2 separate regions of the Mus musculus genome follow, and region 1 is linked to region 2. The links are chromatin contacts, called in public targeted proximity ligation maps. All regions are on one chromosome and are shown on one strand. The core of a region is the stretch at or near the end of the contact, and the rest is flanking DNA. Distances in the headings are between cores, read along the strand shown. Region 1 overlaps Ms4a20 (membrane-spanning 4-domains, subfamily A, member 20). Region 2 overlaps A430093F15Rik (RIKEN cDNA A430093F15 gene).

Region 1 (3,808 bases), core at 275-2,774, 360 kb before region 2:
GTTGTGCCAGCACCAATTGTTGAAAATGCTGTCTTTCTTCCACTGGATGGTTTTAGCTCCCTTGTCGAAGATCAAGTGACCATAGGTGTGTGGGTTCATTTCTGGGTCTTCAATTCTATTCCATTGGTCTACTTGTCTGTCTCTATACCAGTACCATGCAGTTTTTATCACAATTGCTCTGTAGTAAAGCTTTAGGTCTGGCATGGTGATTCCGCCAGAAGTTCTTTTATCCTTGAGAAGACTTTTTGCTATCCTAGGTTTTTTGTTATTCCAGACAAATTTGCAGCCTACGTCTTGCCTGGGCAGCTGTTTTGTGATCTTCATATTCAAGAAAGCAAAAGCCTCTGTTTTTTTTCTTGTCATCAGGTTGGTGGTATAAAATGACATCTGTGAGACCCTCTGTCACTTTGCTAAATTCCTCAAGAATCTGTTCCTTGGTTTTACTCTTAGGAATCGAGCCCACAAAAAGCCTATTGTTGGCAACTGAGATGCAGACACCAATGTGCTTCCCGGAACGAATTTCATGATTATTATACAGTTTAACAGCCTCTTGTGCTGCTTCTTTTGTACAAAAAGTGACAAACGCATAACCTCTGTTGAGACCAGTGAGCGGATCCATCATTAAACGAAGATCCCATATAGGTCCAGCTTTCTCGAATAATGGAACAAGCTCATCCTCAAACAGATCTCTGGGGATCTTCCCCACAAATATCTCAGTGCCAACAGAAGGCTGCTGACCTGAATAAACGGAATCTGGAGGTGGTCCTCCATACTTCCTCTGACCTGTAGTCACATCAAGTGTGTAGCCTGTTCTTTCCAAAGTGCCTTAATCTTTGCCTCATCTGGTCCTTTACTAGAGTCTGCTACTTTGGTCCCCTGTTTTTCTCTCTGCCTGTAAGTCTTCATGACTCCACATAAAAAGGCACTTTTGTTCTGAACATGAGAGAGATCACTGTCTTTAAACTGTTGAAGCACTGCCAATGCGCCGTCTTCATTGAACTCTTTTAAAGCTTCGATAGCTCTTTCATCTAAATCACTATGTGCAACTAGCCCTGCAACGTAAATTTCATCTAGTTTTTCAGCAACTTTCTGTGGTAAACCAGCATCAAGCAATGTCTGAAAATTTTCTGAATGGATAACTGCTGAAGTAGTATCCATGGGCTCTTCAGTACCATTTCCATTAACATGTTCTGTAGCCATGTTTCCAGAGATCTCCCCGCGGGGCTGGGGCCGAGGAATCCTGTCCGACCGGGTCGGCTGGCGGGGAACGCGTGCTCGCTGCTCCCTGTGTCCGGCGCGAGTGGAGCTGTTGTAAAATGGCGGCCGAAGCTCACGCCGCTGGCAGCAAACCCGATCCAGTTCCACTCGCCTCCGAGCGCGCTCCCGGTGCGCGCGCGCCCCCGCGTGACCCCCCTTCCCTCCCCTCCCTGGCGCGTCCGCTTCTCTCCCTCACTCCCTCAGCTCAGCCCCTGCCCTCCGACAGCACCCCCTTCTCCCCTCGCCACCTCCGCCAGCCGCTAGCCGCCCTGCCCTGTCCTCTCAGCCTTCGTCCTTCCTTCCCTGCACCTCCTCCCCCAGCTTCCCCACTCCCGTCCGCGGCCGCTCACACACGAGTGGCCGCCCTTCTTCCTCTCTGGCTCTCTCTGGCTTCACGCCCTCCCTCGCTAGCTCTCTCTCGGCCCCGTCCCCCTGGAGCATTTTTTTTTATTTTATTTTTTGTTATTGTTCTAAAGGTTTCAGCTGGTCTGTTAAGTTTTTAGTAAAAGATCTCTCCAGTTTTGTTTTGTTTTTTTAATGTAGGCACTTAGTGCTATGAACTTTCCTCTTAACACCACTTTCATTGTGTCCCATAAGTTTGAGAAATTTGTGTATTCATTTTCATTGAACTCTAGACAGTCTTAACTCTTTTCTTTATTTCTGTCTTGACACATTTTTCATTCAGAGTTGTTCAGTTTCCATGAATTAGTAAGCTTCTGCTGTTTCTGTTGTTGTTGATGATGATAACCTGCTTTAATCCACGGTGGTCAGAAAGGATGAAGGATGTTATTTCTATTTTCTTGTATTTGTTGAGATTTGCTTCATGTCTAAGTATAAGCACCTCATGGTACCTTCTCCAAATTTGGCCATATAATTGGTCACAAAACAGGCCTCAACAGATACAAAAATATTGAAATTGTCCCATGCATCCTATCAGATCACCATGGACTAAGGCTGATCTTCAATAACAACATAAATAATAGAAAGCCAACATTCATGTAGAAAATGAACAACACTCTACTCAATGATACCTTGGTCAAGGAAGGAATAAAGAAAGAAATTAAAGACTTTTTAGAGTTTAATGAAAATGAAGCCACAACGTACCCAAACTTATGGAACACAATGAAAGCCCTCTCTGGTTCTTAAGAGAGTGTTGGTTACCTGGTAGGAAGTGCTTCTGAGATCCTGTCAGGTGGAGGTTACAGGTACAATGTGTTTATAGGTATTGGTATATGACACTTAGGGATAGATTTGGGCTAGGAATGCTAAAGGAGTCAACAAGAGAGAAGAAAGCAGAGTGTGCCACAAGAATCTGCTTAGTCCCATGGGAATATGGCAGAGAGGGGGTCAGGTTCACAACAGGTGGTCTGCTACAGAGCTGGAGATGAGATTGGGGGATTGGATTTGGAGATGAGGATGAAGAATAAAGATCTGAAGCTTGGCTACCTGCTTCCCTGGAATGGCTAATGGGTCCTCCAGAAGTGCCTGTGGAAGTTGGCTGCTGAGACAAAGGGATGGGGCAGTGATGGAGGTTGTAGAAGAAGACCTACATGATCTTCTGGATACGGGAGCAGAAAGGAAGAGAGGGCACAGCACATGTTCTGCTGCAGAGACTTGGGGAGTAGCTTTGGAGGAGAGAAAGGAAAGTGAAGATCTGGAGATTTGTCATCTACCTGCTTCCCTGGACCGGTAGTGGGTTTGCTATTATTGTATTGTTTAAAGAACCCCTATTTTTTAAGTGTTAATCTTGTTTTCCACATTCTCCTGACAATGTGTTCCCCCATATGTCATCCTTCCATATGGCTTAGAATGTTAGTGCCAGCGTGTTAGTCAATGTTGTATTTCAGTATCAGAAAAACAGTCACTTCTTGTCCTACTTGCTGGGGTTTTATGCAATGCTGGTGGTAGACTAGGGACTGTCTCTCTATTTCCTCTTTCTAGTATCCACATTTTAAAAAGAAGAAGAAGAAGTTCACTGTGGGTGTGCAGGTTTGAATGGTTCTCTGTGTCATGCTCTGAGCTCAGCTGTTGGGTATTGTCAGGGGACCTCAGGGAAGCTCTGAAATTCAGACACGGGACTTCAGAGAGCCAGGATCCCCTCCTACACTTCACCCCAAGATGAAGTTGAAGAATGAAATGTAGAGGCTGAGCTCACAGTGGCATCTTATAACCAGAGAGAAATAATCAGATCATCATCACTAAAGGAATCTTGGACAGTAGATATCCATTGCTTCGGAAACCATGATGTCTATAATCAGGTCCAAGTGTCTATGGTTTGGCCTGAGGATATGTCTGCCTCACTATTTCTGGCTGATGCTGATGTTGCAGTCTGGAGCCCCAATTAACAGCTTCTGTATTATGTGGTCACTTTGAAGGAACATTGAAATCACTTGGGTTACATACTGGAATTGAGTACATGACTATGGATATCAGAAGGACATTTTACTGGAGTGGCTAAAGCTGAAGAATTGAGGCTTCTGCCCAAGCAGAGCATACTCAGCAACGCTGTTTTAATTTCCAAAGGATGGATATCAAACTTCTCAACCACTTC
Region 2 (3,436 bases), core at 700-3,199:
ACACCTCCTCATCGAAACAAGTGAAGTCACAAAGTTCCCCACCCCCGCCCCAAAGAGCCCCAACTGGCCAAGACACCACCCACCCTAGGCCCGAGTGTGCTCTCCAGCTAACCATATGCTGGCAGCAACATTCAGCCACTCTCACTTAGAATTGCTCAGGCCATGCCTTAGCATCAAGTCTAGCCAGGAGTGGAGCTGCTGCAAAGTACCTGGAAAGGTTTAGAACAAAGGGATCTTCCCACAAAGGGCCTGAGGTTGCTTATCCATCTACATCTCTTGGTCCACCCTGTGGTAACAGTCTGTGATGGACCCTCTGAGCCAAGACACAAAGGAGAGAGTTAGTAATGACAGTGAGATAGTCAGTAGGAGTGAAGACTTCCTTTCGCCATCCCATAATTAGCCTCCAAACGATGACACCATTGCATACACTAGCAAGCGTTGGCTGAAAGGACCCTGATATAGCTGTCTCTTGTGAGACTATGCCGGGGCCTAGCAAACACAGAAGTGGATGCTCACAGTCAGCTATTGGATGGAACACAGGGCCCCCAATGGAGGAGCTAGAGAAAGTATCCAAGGAGCTAAAGGGATCTGCAACCCTGTAGGTGCAACAACATTATGAACTAACCAGTAACCCGGAGCTCTTGACTCTAGCTGCATGTCGGCCATCACTGGAAAGAGAGGCCCATTGGACACGCAAACTTTATATGCCCCAGTACAGGGGAATGCCAGGGCCAAAAAATGGGAATAGGTGGGTAGGGAAGTGGGGGGGGGGGTATGGGGGACTTTTGGGATAGCATTGGAAATGTAATTGAGGAAAATACGTAATAAAAAATATTAAAAAAAAAAAAAAGGAGTGAAGACTTCTTAAGGTAAGCAGAGTAGGTGATGGCTCTCCCAACAGCATACTGTTAGGTTCAGGTTGCCTAGGCTCTCTGAACCCCAGCTTCCTCATATTCAAAGTAAAGATATTTTAAGGATCTACTAAAGTGATCTGGGTGGTCAAGATCACTACCTAATGCTTAACTATATAGCCAGGTACACAGCTCAGATAAGGCAAGAGCTGTGCTGGTGAGCTGTTCTAAGGGCTGATCTTCTCTGGCTCCATGGTCCTTCTGACCTATAAACACACTGTTCCTGCAGGTCTTTCCCCACCATCCCAGAACAGAAGTGGTAAAGTGAGAAATCAGGTCAAGGATTTTATCCAACCTGGCTGTAAGAGGAAGGCCAGGTTAACTCCAATTCATACTAGCCACACCACGCCTGTCTGTCTGTCTGTCTATCTATCTATCTATCTATCTATCTATCTATCTATCTATCTATCTTCCTATCTATCTACCTATCTACCTATCTATCTACCTATCTACCTATCTACCTATTTAGTGAATGGACATTAGGGAACAGCTTGGGGGAGTTAGCTCTCTCTTCTCACTACTGAGTCTTGGGGACCGAACTCAGATCTTCAGATTTAATTGTAAGCACCTTTACTGACTGAGCCATCTTACCAGCCCCATACCATGCACCTCTTAAACAAATGTTGAAGTTGTATAGAATCTGTACTGATGACTAGAATGCAAATTTGGGGCAAGTTTCAGATTCACCCCATTGCCAACCCCCAACTCCCACCAGAACTACTGAATAGCACTAACATTCCGTCAGGATCCCACCCAAAAAAGTCCCAGGTCATAAATATGTCAAGAGTCATGGAAAATGAGAAAATGGAAAAACAGAAAACAAAAGCCATCGCACCCCCACCCCCACTCCCCACCCCCCACCTCCCAATCATTCCCAGAAAAGCTTCACAAGGCTTATGTTCCCACTGTGCAACTTCCGGCAAGCTCCTGTTTGCGCAGCCAGTGAGAAACAGAACTCGTGCGATCTCCCTTTCGTACCCCCACTTGCTTGTTCTCTTATGACGATGGGTGGCTTAGCTGAGTTTCACAGCACCCTCAGAACGTGCCAGTGGGCTGGCTGAGACTCTCAGGGCTCGGTCTATCATCACATCTTGGTTGCGACCACAGAAAGATTCTGTCTTTTTTTTAAATCCTCAGTTCAAAGGTGGGTGATTCGTCAGGGCTGAAAGGTTCCGGATCGCTACTGTATATGACCATAACATCACATAAGCCCCCACGGCTCAGCCTCCGACCTCATCGGGCGCAAAGAAAACTCCCAGGTACTTTACCAGACACTCAGCGCACCATCCTGTTTGAAACATAGTCATTTGGCACTCGAGTTTCTCTGCCCATAGCAACAGAGCTTTGAGCTTCTGGAAGGGAAAAATGCATCCAAGAAGGATGACACACCATGACTCACACCACCAAGAGCTGGGAGGAGGTGGGAACTAGATCGGCATTATTCACACCTGATCTAAAACAAAGGTGGTCAGTGTAGGTCAGTGTCACTTCCTGCCGCTTTGCTTCCACGAGTGAGGCAAGCTACTAGGAGGGATGGCTGTCATACCACGTGGGTACATACTAGCCTAACCTGTCCTGTTACTTTGGTTTGAGTGCTAAAAACCAAATTCATATAGAAATAATAAGGGTGGTGACCAAGATGGTGACTCAATCCATAAAGTGCTAGACACGAAAGCATGAGGATCAGAGTTCAATTCCCTGAGCCCACATTTTATAAAAGACAGCTGTGATGGTTGCACTTGTAACCCTGGAGCTGGGGAAGGGAAGGCAGGTGGATTGATGGCAGCCAGTCTGGCTTAACCGATAAGTTTCTGGTCAAAGAAAGACCCTGGCTAAAAACAAACAAAAAAATGAATGATACCAAAGTAATGAAACAGGAGGTTGTACCCTGGTACAAACACACACAGATAAATATAAATGTATATAATATGAATAATAAAATATAAATAATAAAAACTTTTAAGGAAGTATCATTCTCCCCATCCCCCACCCCCACCCCAGGATCTCGTTATATAAATATCAGACTGTCCTCAAATTTGCTGTGTGACCAGCCTCAAAGTCATGATCCTCCTGCCTCATCCTCCTGAGTGCCAGGATCCTAGGCGCATGCCAAGCTTCCAATGAGCACCTCTCTAACAGTGGTGTCTCTGGGCTCCCTAATTCAACCTAGTGAGCATCTATAGCAAATTAAGTCAATGATCCACACTGAAGCTAAAGATGAGCCAAACACAGATGGAGCCTAGGCTCATGTGTGCAAGCTTCCAAGCCTCCACACTGCCTGGCGTTGCACAGGCCAGGGTTCACAGACAGGTTTCGATTCACACGCCAGATGAGATGATATTAACCACAGATGGTGGAGAGTTCAGATACAAGTCTGAGCATATCTGAACCCTGCAGACATAAGCATAGCAATTAATTAGTGCTGACTGTCCGGAGCACACGACTGGGGTCATCCTAAGTGTGTTATGTCATTTTGTCACTGGTGGGGACAACCTAAACAATCTCCCCCACCCCCTGCCACCCCA

Evidence for each region.
Region 1: a targeted proximity ligation map of CD8 T cells shows a contact between it and region 2, with 5 read pairs. A contact is called at or near these places in 1 of 130 datasets of targeted methods (CD8 T cells) and 1 of 9 other capture datasets (adipose tissue).

The regions. Positions count from the first base shown.
Region 1 is chr19:11,118,902-11,122,709 of GRCm38.p6, reverse strand. All of the region lies in intron 1 of Ms4a20 (membrane-spanning 4-domains, subfamily A, member 20), which reads left to right. It also overlaps the pseudogene Gm6501. Among named protein-coding and RNA genes, the nearest start is that of Ms4a20, 10 kb to the left of the region's middle.
Region 2 is chr19:10,762,429-10,765,864 of GRCm38.p6, reverse strand. The region is part of intron 1 of A430093F15Rik (RIKEN cDNA A430093F15 gene); the gene reads right to left. Among named protein-coding and RNA genes, the nearest start is that of A430093F15Rik, 23 kb to the right of the region's middle.